Linked DNA regions of Mus musculus: all the other regions are linked to region 4. The links are chromatin contacts, called in public Hi-C and HiChIP or PLAC-seq maps. All regions are on one chromosome and are shown on one strand. Each heading gives the region's core, a stretch centred on a gene start, on an enhancer-like site or on the middle of the called end of the contact. The rest is flanking DNA. Distances are from core to core; before and after follow the strand shown. Region 1 has its middle 100 kb from the start of Gm25377. Region 2 has its middle 64 kb from the start of Gm25377. Region 3 has its middle 88 kb from the start of Gm40292. Region 4 holds the start of Hs3st1 (heparan sulfate (glucosamine) 3-O-sulfotransferase 1).

Region 1 (4,649 bases), core at 864-3,363, 230 kb before region 4:
TTTTTGTAGAATATATTTTGGTCATAATCAACCTGCATGTCTCCTCCCCCTAAACTTTTCCTAGATCCATCCCCATCTCTGTATCCCCATCTCCTTATCCCTTCAATGTCATATCCTTTTTCTTGCTTTGTTTTTGGTTTCTTTTTGTTTGTTTGGTTGATTGGTTTTGTTAACACTCCATTGACTGCAATGACTGGTTTCATCTCAGGAAGGTCTTGTAGATTCCACCGCAGTCTCTGCAAGTTGAGAGTGCAGCGATCCTGTCATTACAGATACTGTTCTGCTCCAGTCCTCTGAATCATGCAATCTTTTAACTTCATCTTCCACACTGGTCCCTGAGTCTTTCGAAGGTGATCTTATAAAATTTCCATCTGTGGTTGAGCACATGGAAGTCATTTTTCTGTGCACTTTGACCAGTTATGAGTTTTTGTGTTAAACACTATCTACTGCACAATGAAACTTCTCTCATGAGGTCTGGAAACTGAATAATTTATAGGTAAGAAGATGTGAATTTAAAGAACATTTAATACTATGTCCATTCAGCAAAATAATAGTAAGAGGTTCACACCTGGAGTCTGAACTCCCAATTAAGTTGGCAGTGCCAGGCATGTTTCTTCCTCTGGCACAGGTCATAAATCCAGTCAGAAAGCAGTTTATTATGCACACAGCATTCATGCCTCTATTTTGCACCCATATACACATCTTGTCATGCCAGTTCCGTTCACAGCTGGATCAGACTATTGCTGATGCTTTCCACCTTGTTCTCACATCGGATTGTTTATCTTTCGGTACCACAAGAACTAGCTGGTAGGTAGGAGGCTTCCTGGTCAATACTGACTTGATTTCTCCATGTCCTGTGACCCATGTGTGTGGTTCCTTTAGCAATGGGGTCATCAAGTTCTGATTGGCCACCAAGAGCTACGGCAATATTCTACATTGTTCTGGGGCTGTCTATGACAACCTTGCCTGATCAATACCTCAAGGGTAGGTATCCTACACCTGGGACTGCATTTTTCTTTCATTCTCTCTGTCTCTGTCTCTGGTCTCTGTCTCTCTGTCTCTCTGTCTCTGTCTGTCTGTCTGTCTGTCTGTCTGTCTGTCTCTCTCACTCATAGCCTATGACTTCTGGGATAAGCATAGACCTCTTTGTAGGACTTCCAATTAAACTCGTTCACATAAATATGAATACTAAGTTTATATATAGTAGGTGTCCATGTGGACTTTTCAAACAACCTTAGAATTACTTATCTTTCCCATAAGTCCTCTGCCTTGACCTCCCATTGATGTGATCTTCTTAGCAAACCTGTTGCAGAAAGAACTTTCTAGAGCTTTTAATTATGTCCCTTTCAGTGAAGGATTGCAAAAAGCCTGTTTCAATTCAACATGTACCAATACTCTGTGGATCTAATTTTAATTGTCCCCAGATTTTAAACTGTAAACTCCCCAACTTTTTCTCTGATGTGGCTGTTCTTTTAGTAACTCTGGTGCTCCAGTTATAGCTTGAAATTATGTATGGTTTAAATTTATTCATGACTTCGTTGTGTGAGTGGCTGTGTTGAGACTGTTCCTAGGTGAGAAAAGCCAAGTCAATTTCTTATGAATGGGAATTTGAGCTGACTTCATACTCTCTGGCTTTCTGTTTCTAAGGGCAAAATTCCATTCTCCCAGCTGAAGCCCCTATTTCCCTGTTTCTGCAGGCAGCACATATTTCAGGCTGCCTGACAAGTACTAAGAGAAGCAATGAGAACTCTCTCTAACTAGGAAAAAAGAAACCCAAGGAGGCTTTTCACATTCCAAATTCAAATGCAAATGCAACACATGGGAACTCTCAACCACCTTAGGACCCAGGGCCAGCTCTGTCACCAATGAAATGTAGTAGACCTTGCAGGAAGCTCGGATCCTCTATAAATAAGTTGTTGGTGCAGAATCACAGGTGTTTTTCTGATTTAAAGTCTTATGGTTCTGAAGTTTGCCAGTTGCGAGTGCACTTATACAAAGATTTAACTTGTAAAATGTGTGGGGATGGTCCCTAGCAGGATATGAGCAACAGCAATGAGAGCAGACTCCTAGGATTTAGATTTGGCTCCTGACTCTGCGACTCATAAGCTATGGGCCTTGAGCCAGAGAAATGCAATTGTGTTTAAAGCCAGAGACTAGCTGAATATCTCATCGCTGTCTCATGGGTCGCACTTGGATTGGAAGAGGAGTGTTCTTTTTGTAAGCCATTCTATCCATGCCTGCAATGACATACCTGGACCCTCAACCTAGAACTGTCAGCCCTGATTGATCCTGGGCTGGGAAGCAGGGATGTTTCTGTTTCTGGCTGTTTGCACAGCATCTGTGTGGCAGCCAGGACAGCTGGGCCCTTAATAAATGCTTCGCTTGATGTTTCCCTCTCCACGCCAACAGCTCAAATGGGCAATGTACAAGCATGGCGGGGGGGGGGGGGGCTTCCATATCACTTGGCGACTGTTGGGAAAATCCACCCCCTCTCATTTCAGGACTCAGGACATTTTTATAGCAATTGCTGGCAGGGTGGCAATATTGGAAATAATGAAGTATGCAGCATCTCATTTCTCAAAAAACCACTTTGCTGTCACACCCTGTAATCCCTGCAATGCGTGGGCCGGGAAATCAGCTGTGACTTTATGTTGCTGTGAAACTGGGAGCTGGGAGGAGCTGCCTCGTGTTCTATTTAGCGTTTGCCTTCCTTTGTCAATACACACAAAAGCCAGATTAAGATTAAAGCTGGCCAAACTATTCTCAAGTAATATGAATGCATTGCCTGTAAACACAGTAAATGAGTCTGGTTTCTTCCAGGTAGAACAGGCCTTCGAAGCCTTTGTCATTGCCAGAAATTTCCAGTTCATTGATCTCCTTACATACACACTCAGTACTACTGGAACCATTGTTAAACGTAGGTATATAATTATTAAGGCATTCGAGAAACAACAAAGTTTTCTTGGCCATAAGAATCTGAATAAAATGTATTCTCTAATTTCCTGCAACTTTATGCTTTCAGAATTAGAAACATGTGTACAAGGAAATATAATCATGACCACATCTAACTTTTGTCACCTTTCCACAACTCTCCCTCTGACTCTCTCAGCACCTTCTCTTCCCAAATTCTCTCTCTGTCCTTCTCCCTCTCACTCTCCCTAGCCCTCTTCTTCCCCATCCTCTCCCCCTTCCCCTCTCCCTCTCTCTCCTTCATAGAGGTGGGGGCATCCACTATGGGCAGCTGTGGTGGCATGGTTGAGAATGCTCCCATCGACTCATATATTTACATCCTTAGTCCCCAGTTTTCCTTAAATAGTTACTGAGCTGAAGTTTATAATTCTACTAAAGCAAAATGTGCCAAGATAGAGTGACTGAAGGATATGAAATACATGGAAGCTCCCAGAATGACAGCTTAATGTATCTGAGGAGGGACCAGATGATGAGAAAGACTTTTAGGTGGAATAAATATAAGAATACATTTGAAGATGTAGAGATGAAAATTCTCCTTAGATTCTAGAGGAATTAATCTTTTCTAATAAAACAGTTTCTACTTTTGGCAGAGTAATGGATGCTAACATGAGGGACACATAGAGAGGGAAAGTATTTTTGAATTCAACGAGGTATTTAGAAAACTTGAAGGTTTCTTTGACAATTATGTGAAAGAAACTGAAAAATAAATGGGGTGTATATATTTGGTCAATAATCGAAAAGAAATGAAAATAACAAACTTCACTCCAATCTTACTGGATGGCAGGCAGTGTTTGAGATTGCATTAGCTCACTAAATTCTCAAGTTAGTGAGGTGCCAGGGGCTGTTGTAGGATCCCCTTTGCATCAAATTAGAGTGAAGCCCAGAAAGGATTATTCTGGGAGGAGGCTGACATCAGTGCTGGCTGAGCTCCAGATGCCCAATTCCATCACTTCAGTAGGATTTCACAGGAGCCTGGCTTACTCAGGAAGTCCTTGCCTTTCTGGGTTATGATGCCTATTGGACCCTGGTTCAGTGAACTTGCTATAGGGTGAGTTTTGCCAACTTTCCTCAAATTAAACTGTTAAATCTAACTGTTGATGTCCTAACCCTAGTATAACAGAATATGACCTTGTTGGGATATAAAGTTTTACAGGGGCAATCATGTTAAAATGAGATTATTAGAAAAGAGCCTGAGCTAACCTAACTGGTATACATATGCAAAGGGCAATGTTTAGACTCAGAAACATAACAGGGAGAAGTCTGTGAAGTAGAGGTAGAGGTCCGAGTGACCTACAAGCAAGATACCATATTTAAGAGTCTCAGCTAGACTGAGATTCACTTGAGAGATTAGTGGGCAAGCTTTTGATTTCAGGCTTAAAACTAATAGAACCAGTTGATTTAGATGAAAGCCTCTGAACACGTGACACTAAATAAATCCTAATTTATGTCGTGTCCTCAGGCAATTTGTCACAGAGATGAGAGGTCTGAATGGTCTAGCAAGAATTGCTCAAGACTTCATGAGCTTTACAAAACCCAGTGAGAAGCAGGAGCAGGCTTCTTTCCCATTGAGTTGCCTGCCAACACCAGGTACTTCTAGATGGCAGACCTGCTTAGCAAATAATTTCTGATTTGTTTGTTTATTTGTCTGTTTGCATGTTTTGTTTATTAGCAATGATATC
Region 2 (5,052 bases), core at 2,519-5,018, 190 kb before region 4:
TGTGGCCATTGTAGTCTTTGCCAGACAAAAAGAGAGCTACAAGCAATGGGTTAGACCCATGGAGAAATGGTGGAGAACAGACTGGAGCCACAGGGAACAAAGAACATCTATTAAGATAATATTTTATTAGTCTGGGTGAGAGACAATACCATAAATGAACATTAAGGCAGTGGAGATGGAAAGATGTGGCTGCTGAATTTAGAACACACTGACTGTCAACTTGACAAAGCCTAGAAACACCTTTAAAAAACTAAGCTCAATGAGTAATTGTCTAACAGATTGTTCTGTTGGTATGCCTGTGAACAATGATTTTGCCTACTGCATGATGTAATAGCATTCAGTCCATGGAAGGGAACCCCATCCCTACAGAGATGGTCCTGGGCTGTATAAGCAACCTAGCTAAGCGCTAACCTCTGAGTGATCCAGCAAGCAGCTTTCCTCCACAGCTCTTTGCTTTAGATTCCTGCATGAGTTCCTGGCCTGGCTTCTCTCCATGAAAGCCTGTGACCAGGAAGAGGAAATAAGTCCTTTCCTCTTATAGGCTGTTTTAATCAGGCTGTTTTAACACAGCAACTGAGAGAAAACTAGAATATTTAGGTTAACTGAGTTAAAATATGTTTTAGCCCTAACCTGTGAGTATTAAAGGAAGCCGATATGTGTGTGATGGTAAAGTGTGGGAAAAGAAGTATTCTGCATAAGATTAGCTGTCAGTGCCTTAGTGAGCCCGTGCCCCTAGGCTATGACCTTCAAACTTATTTATCAGCAAAACCCATATAGGTGAGAGACAGAAGTGAAAAAAAGATTAGAAATGGGGGTGTCACTTTCCTTGTTTCAAGTGTAAGAGAATGTGTCACTAACGGGAACACTAACATCAAGATATGGATATGGCCGTACCATATAAGACTCAGAAAAGCACAGCACTCTCCTAAACTTAAGGCACCTACAAATGGTTTTTCTCTTGGGATGGTGTGTGTGTTGTCTCTAGAAATTTCCCAACTATAATTGAGGTTTTGCTAGGCGAGATGATCACAGCACTTGAGGGAGCAGGGCAGGAAAAATGGAAACGTGAAGGCATTCGTGACTATGTGGCTACCCTGTCGCAGGCAAACAGCTGTTCATAATTCCAACCCAGCTTAATCAGCAGTCAAATCAGCCCTTGTAAAGTTGGGATTCTTCGTGTATTCTGAGTTCCCCATATCATATCAGGCATCCATGGGCCATGAAGAGTTACTGTTCTACTTGTTCAGCTTTCTTCTTGGAAGAAGTGCTGTCAATCGAGAGTCTTATGTTTCATGCCCGTAACGAGAAATCTTTCATTAGGTTTTTAAAACTGGAATGGGCACAACAATGCATAGTCATTTTGCATTTGTAACCTAACTCTGCAACCTCCCCTTACCTCATCAATATAAGCCACCTAGTCTTTGCCTCATGAGGTAGCTATCCTTCAGGAGGATAACCAGTATTGATTTTTGGTTTGCTTCTGAATTACAAATAGTTCTTATGCATTCTGGGGATTAAACTAGCCATATACATTATTCACAGGTGTGGTCTCCATTCCATGGGTTGTCATTTTAGTCTGATTGTTTCTTTTGAAATGCCTAAAAGTTTATATTTTCTTTATTCTTGATACTTTCATGCATGTGTACCATGAAGCATGATCATAACCACCCCCTTTTGCCTTTAAGCTTCCTCTTGTCCCTCTAAGCACATCTTTGTCTCATTGTTGCAACTCAGCCAAGTTCCATCACTGCTGCTCATACATTCATGAGTATGTATAAGCCCATCCTTCGAAATATGGGAATACTATCAGTGGCCACACCCTTAAAAAGAATAGTTCTTCCTCTCTCAGCAACTATTAATGGCATATATGTTCATGAAAGTGGGTGAGACCTGGAGATTGTCTATCTCATCTATGCTGAAATATGATCTAGGCTGATTGTATGCAGGTTACCCAAGTGCTTTTGAATTCCTGGGCATGGTTAGTCTAATACAATCTTTCTCATTTTGTTTTATTAGTTGAGATTTTGCTGCTGCAATCACAAAAAACACTGCATAAACTAAGGCATGGCATGTTCCCTTATGTTTACTTCCAGTTTTACAATTTCAAAAGATTTAAATACATAGTTCTCTGTGCATGTACAAACAGTTATTAGGTAAGCTCCTCAAGAATGTTGTATCCAAACTATTAATCAGTAGGACATACAGAAAAGGAAAATAGTATGGAGGTTTTTCAAAACTTGAAAAAATAGAACTATTTTATGACTAAGTAATAGCACTTCTCTATATTTTAAAAATAATTGAAAATAATATATCAACTATATATTACAATAATCATTGCAGCCTTAACAGCTGCTGATATATGGTAATCAATGTGAGGTGAGTGCCCATCAAGAGATGAAGAGACAAAGAAAATGCATTCATATATGTATAATAAAATACAACTTCTCTTTTAAAAAATAAAAACATTGATCTCTACAGTAAGAAGGGTAAGCATTCGAGATCTTCAAAATGAACTAAATGGGGCAAAATGCTGAATGAATGTATGTATAGTACGTGTATATATAATAGATTCTCATATGTATAATGAAAAGTATTCACATTCAGAAATATGATAGTTAGCAGGATCAGGGTTGGCATCATGGAGCTGAGTTGTTGTTTGGTATGTTTCTCCACACAACAGTTAGCTTATAGATAGCAAGTATTGTGCACTTTAAGATGTGTCCGGAGAATAATTCTTTTGTTCTGTTCAAAACAACACAAGTTTTGTTTTTTTTTTTTAAAAAACATAAGCTTGGAACAAGCAACATGGGTCAGCACAGAAAAGCTCTTGCCTTCAAGACATTACCTGGGATACATATGGTTTAAAGAGAAAATCAAAGTGACTCCCAAAAGTTGCCCTCTGACGTTCCTGGGTGCACAGTGGCATGTGCACTCTTTTTTCCCCCTTACAACAATTGAATAGATGAACAAATATAAAAAACAGTTTTAAAAACACATACACTTAAATGCTGAATGGAAGTGGATAAAACTGATTCGCTGCCTGCTTGTAAATAAAGACTCATATAAACAGACACAATAATCAAAAGAATTCCTATTATAAGAATTACTGATATCTAGCCAATTCTCAATAAATGCTAGTCCCCTCATCTCAGTGTTTCCACACTTAATTCTAACCTCTGGCAAACTGGATTTAGGCTGAAATTTATACTAGAATTACAAGTGACTTCATTACTTCATAACATGTTTTGCCAGTTTGGAAAAAGAAAAGGCAAGAACTGAATTTAGAATGATTTCTAAGGTCATACAGAGATCTGAAATTATCTCCTGTCTCTTATTTCAATAAGGGCAGCAGTCTCAAATACAGAAAGACTGGTCTAGGCTGCTTAACTAGCCTGGCACTGGTGATCTATCAAAACTTATTTTGAGATGCAAATAATGAGTTTTTTTAAAGCAGGATTTTAGTCAACCTGTTTATTAAATTATTTTACCCTCTGTATTATTTGGACCCAGAGAATAACAGGAATGGTGTCAAGATTTTTTTGTTTAGCTTGCATTCACAACATGTATCTGGTGAGGAAGGGGTTGCCCACTGACATGCACAGAAGGTGAATGATGTCCACACAATCAGGATGATGCTTGTATATCTCCTGAAGCTCTGAGAGACTTTGAAATCACCTCCCTGACCCAAAAGGAGACTGGCACCAACAAGCATCAAACTGTTATGGATAAAGGAGCCAACTTAGAAACCTGACAGGTAATGAGATACTCACATCCGCCAAGGTGAACAGATGGCCATCTTCAGAGGACACAGAACAATTGTCACTAAAAACAGAGTCTGAGACTGTGTGAAAAGAAGGCTGCTTTCCAAACTCAGACCCTGGGAAAACAGGACAGGCTATATCTGAGATGAGAGGAAGGGAGTGGAAATTTGAGAAGGAGCTGTTGTTTGCAGAAATGGATAGCTGGGGAGATGACTTTCTCTTTGGTCTAAGATTTCTAAGAAGTAGTGCCATTGTGTATTCATTGCTGAAATAAAAGGCGCTGTCACACCTGGCAGAGATACAGGGTTGAGAGATTTAAAGCAAGAACATCAGAATAAGCTGTGTTTGTTTTGTTCCTAATGTGAAGTGTTTCAATTCTTTCCGGGAATTGGCAGGGGTGTGTGTGTGTGTGTGTGTGTGTGTGTGTGTGTGTGTGTGTGTGTGTGTGTGTATGACTAAAACTGTAATTAAATTTACATTGTACATTAATCCTTCTACCTTGAATTGGGTTTTATAATGGCAGAGTGTTTATGTATAATCTGTGAAGTTTTAAGGAACTCGGTGTTGGACAGATAACCCACCTGACCTTAACTAAAGCATTGCCGAAAGCACTGAAATTTCCATTTGGTAAGATTCTAGACTCAAGAGCACATAAATTGTGACATCTTCATTGTTCATGACAGACTCACATGTCTCCTCTGGCAGAAAGCAAATAGGCTATGACTTAAGCAAAAGTTATTATTATTGGTTTAATCCTAAAGCTTTCAAAGGGATGATAAGATGTGGCCCATTCTGATAGGTTACTTTGTTCATGTATATATATATGTATGTGTAAGCATGTGTGTGCACATATGTGTGTTCTCTATGTAGAACCCAGAGAAGGCTGCTACAAGCCCAGCTCTGTCACTTTCTCATTTCCTACTTCATTTCCTGGAGATGCTGTCTCTCACTGAAGATGGAGTTTCCCCAATTTCTTTTATTTCTGCCTCTCAACACTAGAGTTACAGTCATATACATGTATCCAGCTTTCACATGTATACAGAAGAAAGAATCTTTGGTCCTCATGCTTTCAAAGCAACTACTCGTACTCACTGAACTATTTCCCCAAACAAGTTATAATAATTTTGGATCTTTACTAGTATTAGTTTGGTTGATCAATATAACTGTATTTCATTGTCGGATGCCATGTGTTGTTTTGATGTGTATACAGTGTTTCATGGGTAAATCTAGCAGATCCATCATTTTGCTTACTCACAATCAATATCACCTCAATGTATTCATGGACAACTGC
Region 3 (4,896 bases), core at 1,910-4,409, 250 kb before region 4:
GACATGCATTTGACAGCAGCCTCGAAACTTTGCACGTTCAAAAAATGCCAGAGCTATTTCCAGAAGCAGTATAATTGTCATGACATTTGATCAATGCGGGAGGAAGTGATAGAGCCTTCTTTCAAAGAGCCTGGGGAGACCACACCCTGACACAGGCCTTATTTCCCAACCTTTAAATGCTAAGAGAATGTGATTCTGAGCAAATAGCCAAGATCCTACTGAGAAATTGAGCGACTGCATTATTGTAGAAAGTGTGGAGAGCTTTCTCAAACGACTGATTTCCTAAGCATTCAATGAAACGTTTACTCTCATCATGGGGCTTCTAGTAAGAAACCCAGAATGCAAACTTGGTCCTGACTCACTTGCAACTGAGTAGGGTGATGGCTGGAAGCAGAAGGAGAAAGAAGAAAGCTTAGAGCATGCAAGCTGCACCCAGCATCCAATGACCCGTCTTGGGTCATGACCTATCTACTCTCAGGTTTTTGGTCACTTAGCAGTGTCAAGTGTGGGTTCCATCTCACATAAAGAGTCCTATGAAAAAGTGACTGGTTACTTTCAGGTCTTTCTGGTTTGAGGAGTCTCTGTTGAAAAGCCATGAGTTATTCTAATGGGGACTGAGTATATGTCATTTGATCTTTTCCCCTGGCAGCTTTTAATATCCTTTGTTGTTGTGTTCATTTAGTATATTGACTATTATGTGTCTTAGGGAGTTTCTTCTATTTTGTCTATCTGGTGATCTATGTGTCCCTGGTACCTTGATAAGCATCTTATTAAATTAGGAAAATTCTCTTCTACTATTTTGATGAATATATTTTCTATGATTTTGACTTCAGTTTCTTCTCCTTCTTTTCTACCTACTATTCATAGGGTTGGTCCTTTTTATAGTGTCCCAGACTATTGTAAGGTTTTGTACCTGTATTTATTTAGGTTTAACATTTTCTTTTACTGACTCATCTATCTCTTTTACATTGTTTGGGAGACATGAGATTCTATCTATCTTCCACATATTTTCATCCTTAGGCAATGCTGATCTTTGAGCTTTTAGTTTGATTTCATAGGCTTTTTATTTTTAGTTTTATTTCAATTTGTTTTTTTTTCTCTTTCCAATTTTTATTAGGTATTTTCTTCATTTACATTTCAAATGCTATCCTGAAAGTCCCCTATACCCTCCTCCCACCCTGCTTGCCTACCTACCCACTCCCACTTCTTGGCCCTGCTGTTCCCCTGTACTGGGGCATATAAAGTTTACAAGACCAAGGGGTTTCTTTTCCCAATGATGGGCAACTAGACCATCTTCTGCTACATATGCAGCTAGAGACACGAGCTCTGGGGGTACTAGTTAGTTCGTATTGTTGTTCCACCTATAGGGTGGCAGACCCCTTCAGCTCCTTGGGTACTTTCTCTAGCTCTTCCATTGGGGGCCCTGTGTTCCATCCAATAGCTGACTGTGAGCACCCACTTCTGTGTTTGTTAGGCACTGGCATAGCCTCACAAGAGACAGCTATATCAGGGTCCTTTCAGCAAAATCTTGCTGGTGTATGCAATAGTGTCTGTGTTTGGTGGCTGAATATGGGATGGGTCCCCAGATAACCCCATTAAAAATGGGGCACAGAGCTAAACAAAGAATTCTCAACTGAGGAATATCGAATGGCTGAGAAGCACCTGAAAAAAATGTTCAACATCTGTAATCATCAGGGAAATGCAAATCAAAATAACCCTGAGATTCTACCTCACACCAGTCAGAATGGCTAAGATCAAAAATTCAGGTGACAGCAGATGCTGGCGAGGATGTGAAGAAAGAGGAACACTCCTCCATTGTTGGTGGGATTGCAAGCTTGTACAACCACTCTGGAAATCAGTCTGGCGGTTCCTCAGAAAATTGGACATAGTACTACCAAAGAATCCAGCAGTACCTCTCCTGGGCATATATCCAGAGGATGTTCCAACTGGTAATAAGAACACATGCTCCACTATGTTCATAGCAGTCTTATTTATAATAGCCAGAAGCTGGAAAGAACCCAGATGCCCCTCAACAGAGGAATGGATACAGAAAATGTGGTACATTTATACAATGGAGTACTACTCCGTTATTAAAAAGAATGAATTTATGAAATTTTTAGGCAAATGGATGGATCTGGAGGGTATCATCCTGAGTGAGGTAACCCAATCACAAAAGAAGTCACATGATAAGTGGATATTAGCCCAAAAACTTAGAACACCCAAGATACAATTTGCAAAACACATGAAACTCAAGAAGAAGGAAGACCAAAGTGTGGATACTTTGCTCCTTCTTAGAATTAGGTACAAAATACCCATGAAAGGAGTTACAGGGACCCATCTCAATTTGTTTTTGTTTTTGTTTTTTTTGTTTTTGTTTTTTTTTTTTTTTTTACAATTCTATTTCTATGCTAAGTTCCATTTTAAGTCTTTAATTTTTTTCAAAATTTTTTCATTCAATTGTTTGTGTATTCATCATATTCATTAAGGCGTTTATTCATTTCTTGTTTAAGGTTGATAACTGCTATTTTGAATACCTTTTTTGAGTTTCATCTAAATTGATTTCTTCAGGGTCTATTATTATAATAAAATGCTGGTTTCTAGAAGAGGCTTATTGTCCTGAATGTTCACATTTGTGATTTTGTGCTGACATCTAGGCATCTACAGTTATGATGGTTGAGGTATTTCTTGACAGAGATACATGCTGGGGTGGCTAATCTTATGCCAACTTCACACACAAACTAGAGTTATCTGAAAAGAGGGAACCTTAAGTGAGAAAATGTCTCCATAAGATCCTGCTGTAAGGTATTTTCTCAAGTAATAATCAATGTGGGAGGACCTAGCCCTTTGTAGGTAGCATCATTCCTGGGTTGGTAGTTCTGGGTTCTATAAGAAAACAGGCTAGCAAGCCATGGAAAACAAGTCAGTAAACAGCACCACTCCATAGTCTCTATTCACCTCCTGTCTCCAGGTTCCTGCACTATTTGGGTTCTTGCCCTGACTTTCTTCAATAACGGACAGTGATATGGAAGTCTAAGGCAAATAAATCCTTCCCTCCCTTACTCACATTTTTAGTCATAGTATTTCATCATAGCAATAGTAACTGTAACTGAGACAGCTGGTCTAGCCTTTGATGGCCGGGTGTGTCATCCTTTTGTTGTGGTTTCCCCAAGCTAGGCCTTAGCAAGTATAATAGCTGTGGGGAACCTAAGTCTCACCCAAGTGACTTTGGATCTCTGGTAGAAAGTAGTTCTGTGTGTCACTGAGGAGTCACAAAGAAATGAAGAACTAGAAAAAAAGGGGTAAAAAGTGGTAGTAGAAAAAAATGAAAGGAGTGTTGTGCCCACATCAAGAGGCCAACTCCCAAGGTGATGGGGGTGGACTCTCTCAGAGGATGTGTTGAGGTGGGCCGGTAGCAAGTCACCTGGGACTTGTCTGGAGAGCTAGGAGGGAGGAGGAGAGCAGGTCACCTGTCACCTCTGGGTGTCCTAATGAAATGTGTGAAGCCCTGGGAGAAAGAAGTTTTCAAAATGTTTCTAGATTTTTGTGAGTTGCTCTTCCAAATGAAAATGTAGGCTTCATGGGAAAGAAAATTGGGTTTCTATTAAATTAGCACCCATAATCACAAATATTGGTAATTTTGTTCTCCTAATTTTTCAAAAGTAGATTTTGTGCATTTTCTTGCTTAATACTCTACAAACAGCTTAATGTTTTAATTTAATTTCATATTGTAACTATAATGCAATTTAAAATTGTTAATTAAGTATTTAATTTAATTTAAAAATTATAATTGCTTTTGCAAGAATGCAATCTAAGATAGTTTTTGTTGAAAAATGTGTAATAGAAAGAAAAATATATGCTTTTCTTTTAGCCAAAACTACTAGATAAGAAAATCAATGATCTAATACAACAAATATTTTAAAAGTTTGTTTTCAAATATAAATATAAATAAATATATAAATTACCCACAAGTAAAGTCAAAAGTGTAATTTGAATATTTCTTTTTTTGCTGTATTTCATTTCAACAGTTTTGAGCACCTGACTGGTACAGGGCCTAAGAGTAGAGAAATCACTGATATCTACCTGGGGGTCACCTAAGAAACCTGAGGCAGTGACTCCTGAAATGAATGCCTTTAAGCTGCTCCACCTAGTGTCTACAATTACACCATTGGAGAGTCACTCTTTGACATTCTTTCCTGAAGTGTTTAGTACATCACCACTAACAGTCAGGTTTGGGGGCAGGAGAGATAACTCTATGATTAGGAGTATGTTATAATCCTGTTCTTTTCCATATATTATGGATGGATCAATCTCCTTGAGTCTCCATTATTATTTGTGCATACCTTTCTCCACCCCTTGCTTTTCTGTGCCAGCCTGTGCAGATTTCTGGGTACAGTTTCTACTGTCCTCTTCCTGCACATACATCTGTTATTGTTATGTAAATATTATTTAGCACCTTGGGTGCTAAGTAGCTCTTGATGATTTATGCAATACTTTAGGGAAAGGAAGACTGAAGAGTGCTTTACTTAGCTGGGCGACCCAGTGCTTCTCACATGTCTGGATGTTGAAGCTCTGCCTGCCTGTCTAGACAGCTTATCTATTGTCAACACCTTAGTGTGGCCATGATTCCAGGTGTGTCATTAGAACCCCATGAAACCATGAGCACCTGCATCTAATTTCAAGTATCAAAACTACAGTCATGATGCTCAGAAAAGACTTATTCTGTTGGTATTAACTGTCAAGTAATAGTGATATTGCATTCATTCATTCATTCATTGACCAATGTATCTAAATTTAGATAGAAAACAAAGTTTTACTTCAGAAAGAATATAATCCAAGTCACCTCATTTCTTACATTTTGTTGTGATCTTGATAAATGAAGTAACAGGATGAGTGTAG
Region 4 (4,855 bases), core at 624-3,123:
AAAGCAAGACTAATTCCTGGTGTCAAAAGGAATTAGTACTTCAGAAATGTGGGGGTTGGGGGTGCAGAGTTGAGCTATCTCAATCTCCTTTTGTGAAAAAAAATAAAGTTAAATATAGAATTCCTGGAATAAACTCCTGGGTGGAAGCTGGTAATTGAATTTCAACAAATACAGTGAGCTTTGGGAGCAAAGCTGAGACCACAGTACCTTGTGTCCCCCACCCCCACCCCCAAAGCAGCTGGTCAAATACCCAGGGCTGGGGCACCTGGGGACTGCGCTGGAGATCTGCTCCCACCCGGATTGGGGAAATGGCTGGGAGGTGGGGCAGCCTGGGTGCTGGTGGTACTTTCCTGAGAATGCTGAGCTCAGACTGAAGCAAGGGCGAACTCTCTCCTCTCCCTTATTCACGGTCTCCTCTACTCACCCCAGCTCCTGGCTAACAAGAGACCTCCTCTGGGAAAGCAGCTTCAAGACTGTGGATGCAGAGTTGGCTCCTTGGGATCCCCCCAAAAGCATCTTAGCATAGTTAAGTATAAAAATAGCCCCGGGATAACGCGGAGGGAAGAGGAGGAGTAAGTCTCTCGCGCAAGGCAAAGCAAGAATACCACAGCTTCTGCGTTGTGTTGTGGGGGTTGGCGAGGAAGGGTGCTACTCCTGATCCAGAGGAGAACCCCGTGTGTGCAAGGAAAATAAAGTGCCTCCTTTAGCTTAGATTGTGCCATAAAGAGTCGGAGGCACCCACAAATAATTGCTAAGTCTGGCACAGCCCACCAATCCCTGGTAGGCATCTGGCTCCAGCACTGGCTTCTCCATCCTACTACTGGTTTGAGCCCCAGGTTCGGAGAGCTGGCTTTCCAGTTCCAGGAATGGCAGGGTCCAGAGGAAAGCAGCGGAGTCCACTGCTCTAAAAAAGCGGGTGTGTATGGCACACCTGAAGAGGTCAGGCTCCGAGCGAGCTGTGCACTTTCTAAATACAAGCTTCCCAGGTTCGTGTACGGACATCCATTATCCACTACCCTCCCCCATCCGCCTCCTCTATCGGTGGTACTCGAAATAGAAGCCGAGGTGGGAAAAAAGTAAAAAAGTAACACGAAAAAAAAAAAAAAAAATAACAGCCGTATGTAACTGGCTGTCTTAATACCTAAGGTCCTGCCTGTCACCTTCTTCTTCGAGTACCCCGGGAGATGCTCAGTCTCCCCATTATTGCTACCAAATGCAAAGGCAAACTAGACCAAGGCTTCCACACCCGAGATGCCCCATTCCAGAGGGACTCCTGTTAGCTGTCCCCTGGCCCAATTCTCCGCCCTAGGTGGTACCCGGGCTCAGCCAGCGCTCCACTCTAGCTGCAGTTGCCCAAGGTCCTAGAGAGAAGCTGTGGCGCCGAGCAACGGGCAGCGACGACCCTCTCGAGTCATCTAGGGACATAAATCCAGTCTTTTAAGAGTCAGAAAGTCTGGTACCTTATAGTCCATCTCGCGAATTCTAGAGGTGAGGTTTCGGAGCAGGAGACAGGAGAATCAGATAACCCCGAGTCTTGCCTCCAGTGGAGTGTGTTCTACCTGCTTTAGCCTTATCTCACCTTGGGCTTTGCACTTGAGTTAGTCGGAATACCAGAAGAAGGTGCCTAGGCAGCCCTCACCCCTCACGCTCCGCGCTCACCTGAGTCGCGTACCCGTCCAGCCGGTCCGGCGCCCTCAATCCTCTCTCCGGCCGGGCCATGGGCAGCACCGCCGCCAAGTACCTGCGCCCTTTGGAGCAAATTCACACTCACCCCGGGACGGGCGAGCGGTGAAGGGACACAGGCACTCACCGAGAGAGACCCGGCGGTGACCGCAGCTCCGGGCTGCAGCGCACTGAGGACCTTGCAGGCAGGCGTTTTGGTGCCGGTTCTACGGATGGGAGGAGCAGGAGGAGGAGCAGGAGCCGGAGGAGGGGACAGTGGAGGCCGGAGCTCGGGGAGAGCGCGGAGGGCAGAAGAGGATCTCGAGCGCCCACTGCTGCCTTGTTGGCTCTGGTACTGCCCCGAGTCCCGCCTCCCAGCGAGTCCCTGAGCGCCGACTTCCAGCAAGCCAGTTAAGCACCCGATTTCTGCGCTTTTGGGTCCCGAAGGAGCCGGCTCCGCTCACCCAGTACCTCGGCTCCTCGGATTTTAGTCTAAAGGGAGAGACCAGCGCAGTCTAGAGGGTGGGGCGTGTGGCTTGGGTGACTTTATCCACCTTGCAAACCCTGGACTCCTGGTCGGCTCCCTGACCCCTCTGGGTCCGAACCTTGGGCCCATATGACCGTTATCCTTTTCATAAATTCTGCGTGGTCCCCAAGACCTTCGCAGTACCCACGTGTGTTCCCACCCAGCGTTCCTTACCAGCAGGTGACTCGCTTTAGGCGCCTGTGCTCGGTGCACAGACCGGGAGGTCTCTGGAGCCGGTAGCTCCATCTTGCGCTGCAGCAGGGACAGGAGCCACTTGAAGAGGTGGCTTCAGAGTGTGCTTTGTCGCCACGGAAAAACCCTCTCTCCAAAACCCTCTCTCCTTCGGTTTCACCTCAAAAGGACCGACTTAAGGCGAGCCCGAAGAATTCAGCTTTCCTTTAGCAAAAGTAACTAGGTTGGCAAATTTCACCTCTGAAACTAATCAAGTTTTTCCTGCGTTCCAAAGCTGAGAGGTTTTGTGAGAGAGCCAACCTGCATAGTGTGACTCAGTTTAAGATTTGGAGGGCGAAGGAGCTGGAATCTCCTTGGAGACACTGGATTGCTTCAGCCCAGAGCAAGTCGCCTTCCAAAGCAGGTTACCAGAAGAAAAGAGGAGCAGGCAAGAGAGAGAGAGTGTGTGTGTGTGTGTGTGTGTGTGTGTGTGTGTGTGTGTGTGAAAGGAATAAGAAAGAAGTAACCAAATTCAAATCAAAAGAACTTCTTTTAGCTACTTTAATATCTTCCATATCTTAAAACTCAGAATATAAATATTTACCATCTATATTTCTAGAATCAACATTTTCCTATCTAAGGGGGAAAATTCCTTTGGGAAATTGACCTCGTAGCTGGTGCAAAGATTAGCGTCAGTCCTCTTAGAAGGCAAACGGATGCCCAGTTTATTGTGGCTTATAAAGCAGGCAACATCTTGGAGAGCTTAGCCAAGTTTTCCTTTTCAATGATAACTTATTAGAAAATTTAATGATTCTGGCTACTTATTCTTTGAATAAATGTAAAGTTGATATGCCCATTTCAGGTTAAAAAGGAAAAAAAAAAGTGCATTCACAAAAGCCACTTTAAATCTGCATTTGGAAAAGTCAATTTAAAGTTTACTTTAGATTTAGATACATACTTTTTCTCTCATTCTATGAAGTTGGGTAAAATCCCACAAATATCTATTGTGATTAAATGGAGAGTTCAGATTAAAAGGGCTGCCAACTCTCAGTTATGGTCACTTTAAGCTTCTTCCAGATGCCAAGCACAGTGGAGATGAGGAATCCTTCAACACAGGGTGGGAGGGGTGTTGGTGTCCTAAGTTGGTTGAGGTTATTTTTCCTTCATGAAGGGTCAAATGTGTTTCAATGCCCAATACATGGTATGAAGTACACAAGCCATCCCTGAGACACAAAAGGAGATTTGCAAGAATTCTTCTATTCATACCTTGGAAGTCAGAGGCCAGTTAACCAACTTTCTTTATTTCCTGCCACAAAAAACTCAAAAGAAATGAAAACCCCAGCCCCAGTTCAGAGTCTCTGTTACTCACCTTTGGCAGAACCTACTCCATGCACATTCAGCAAGTGATAGGAATTGGAGCACTGACCTTACAGTTGCGCATCCACACCAATATTATCAAATATTTATTGATCAATAGTCAATGTTCTTAGATTTAGGTAAATAAAAATACCAATGAGCTTTCTGGCTGTCTTTTTGTTTGTTTGTTTGTTTTTGTTTTGGTTTGGATGTATATGTCTGCTTAGACATTGATCTCTCTCCTAGATGTCTTCTGGGACTCCCTTCTGCTCACTCCTAGATACCTGGTCTGCTGTATTGGCCCTAATACTGTATTAAACAGAGCTGTTTTTGCATCTGTCTTCGCCAGTACATTGGAAGAGCCTTGGGTTTGAGTAACCATACAATTGTCCTTTTGTAGGTTCTCTGACAGTATAACTTAAGGACCCACCCCCCCTGAAAACTAACAAACATAAAACCCAAATAACATCAACAAAACTCACAACAAACAAACAAACAAACAAACAAACAAAAACAAAAACAAAATCTGTAGGGGCTATTGAGAAGGTTTGTCAGTGAAGTGCCAGCATTGCTCCAACAGAGGACCAAAGTTTTCCTAGAAGAGAAGGCTCACATTGCCTGTCAGTTCAGCTCTGGTGCATCTAATACCCTCTTCTATACTGGCAGGTACTTGTCTCACATATATGGGTAGATGTGATTTTGTGTGTGTGTGTGTGTGTGTGTGTGTGTGTGTGTGTGAGAGAGAGAGAGAGAGAGAGAGAGAGAGAGAGAGAGAGAGAGAGTTCACACACCTACACCTAAAATAAAATAGTTTTAATAAGTTTACACATTTGATATTTTAAGGGTGGTTTGATTTGGTTCAGGGTGAGAATTGAGGCTCATAAGAGACATGCTAGCAACCAACCAGAAAACAACTGTCACTCAGTTCTATGACCCAAGCCAGTGTCATCAACTCGAAAATGAGTGCATTACAGCTGTCTTCTGCATCACTAGTATGTAAGCTATTAGAGCCATTGCTGGATACTTGATATGAGAGATAAATGAAACATTAAGATATCACTGCTGCCAGCAGAAACTCTTGCATCACGGAGCAGTAAGCCTTATATGCACAAGCCACCTTTACGGATTCATTCATTCCGG

Evidence for each region. Hi-C and Micro-C count contacts between places; a contact is called where the count stands out from the background. HiChIP or PLAC-seq counts read pairs in DNA pulled down with a chosen protein or histone mark.
Region 1: a contact with region 4 is called in an H3K4me3 HiChIP or PLAC-seq map of neural progenitor cells, with 11 times the contacts expected there. The contact joins the enhancer-like site here to the promoter of Hs3st1 in region 4. A contact is called at or near these places in 7 of 484 Hi-C or Micro-C datasets (the C2C12 cell line, the Patski cell line, embryonic fibroblasts and 2 more), 5 of 115 datasets of contacts at active chromatin or transcription factors (the 230-238 cell line, extraembryonic endoderm stem cells, neural progenitor cells and 2 more) and 1 of 9 other capture datasets (macrophages).
Region 2: a contact with region 4 is called in a Hi-C map of cerebellum, with 1.6 times the contacts expected there. The contact joins the enhancer-like site here to the promoter of Hs3st1 in region 4. A contact is called at or near these places in 1 of 39 promoter capture datasets (cancer-associated fibroblasts), 1 of 15 datasets of contacts at CTCF or cohesin (pro-B cells), 6 of 484 Hi-C or Micro-C datasets (brain, cerebellar granule neurons, cerebellum and 3 more), 2 of 115 datasets of contacts at active chromatin or transcription factors (the 230-238 cell line and extraembryonic endoderm stem cells) and 1 of 9 other capture datasets (adipose tissue).
Region 3: an H3K4me3 HiChIP or PLAC-seq map of the 230-238 cell line shows a contact between it and region 4, with 19 read pairs. The contact joins the enhancer-like site here to the promoter of Hs3st1 in region 4. A contact is called at or near these places in 1 of 15 datasets of contacts at CTCF or cohesin (pro-B cells), 2 of 484 Hi-C or Micro-C datasets (both in nephron progenitors) and 6 of 115 datasets of contacts at active chromatin or transcription factors (the 230-238 cell line, a colorectal cancer cell line, extraembryonic endoderm stem cells and 2 more).

The regions. Positions count from the first base shown.
Region 1 is chr5:39,415,123-39,419,771 of GRCm38.p6, forward strand. No RefSeq gene overlaps it. Among named protein-coding and RNA genes, the nearest start is that of Gm25377, 100 kb to the right of the region's middle. Within about 2 kb of position 2,114, at least 26 of the 459 cell types and tissues checked have an H3K27ac peak or open chromatin away from gene starts, as enhancers often do. A contact at or near this core is called in neural progenitor cells and stem cell-derived neural progenitor cells, where this site is marked.
Region 2 is chr5:39,454,458-39,459,509 of GRCm38.p6, forward strand. No RefSeq gene overlaps it. Among named protein-coding and RNA genes, the nearest start is that of Gm25377, 64 kb to the right of the region's middle. Within about 2 kb of position 3,769, at least 3 of the 459 cell types and tissues checked have an H3K27ac peak or open chromatin away from gene starts, as enhancers often do. A contact at or near this core is called in cerebellar granule neurons and cerebellum, where this site is marked.
Region 3 is chr5:39,392,337-39,397,232 of GRCm38.p6, forward strand. No RefSeq gene overlaps it. Among named protein-coding and RNA genes, the nearest start is that of Gm40292, 88 kb to the left of the region's middle. Within about 2 kb of position 3,160, at least 10 of the 459 cell types and tissues checked have an H3K27ac peak or open chromatin away from gene starts, as enhancers often do. A contact at or near this core is called in the 230-238 cell line and pro-B cells, where this site is marked.
Region 4 is chr5:39,642,758-39,647,612 of GRCm38.p6, forward strand. Hs3st1 (heparan sulfate (glucosamine) 3-O-sulfotransferase 1) reads right to left here and starts at 1,874. Exons shown (of 2, transcript NM_010474.2): 1 at 1,660-1,874.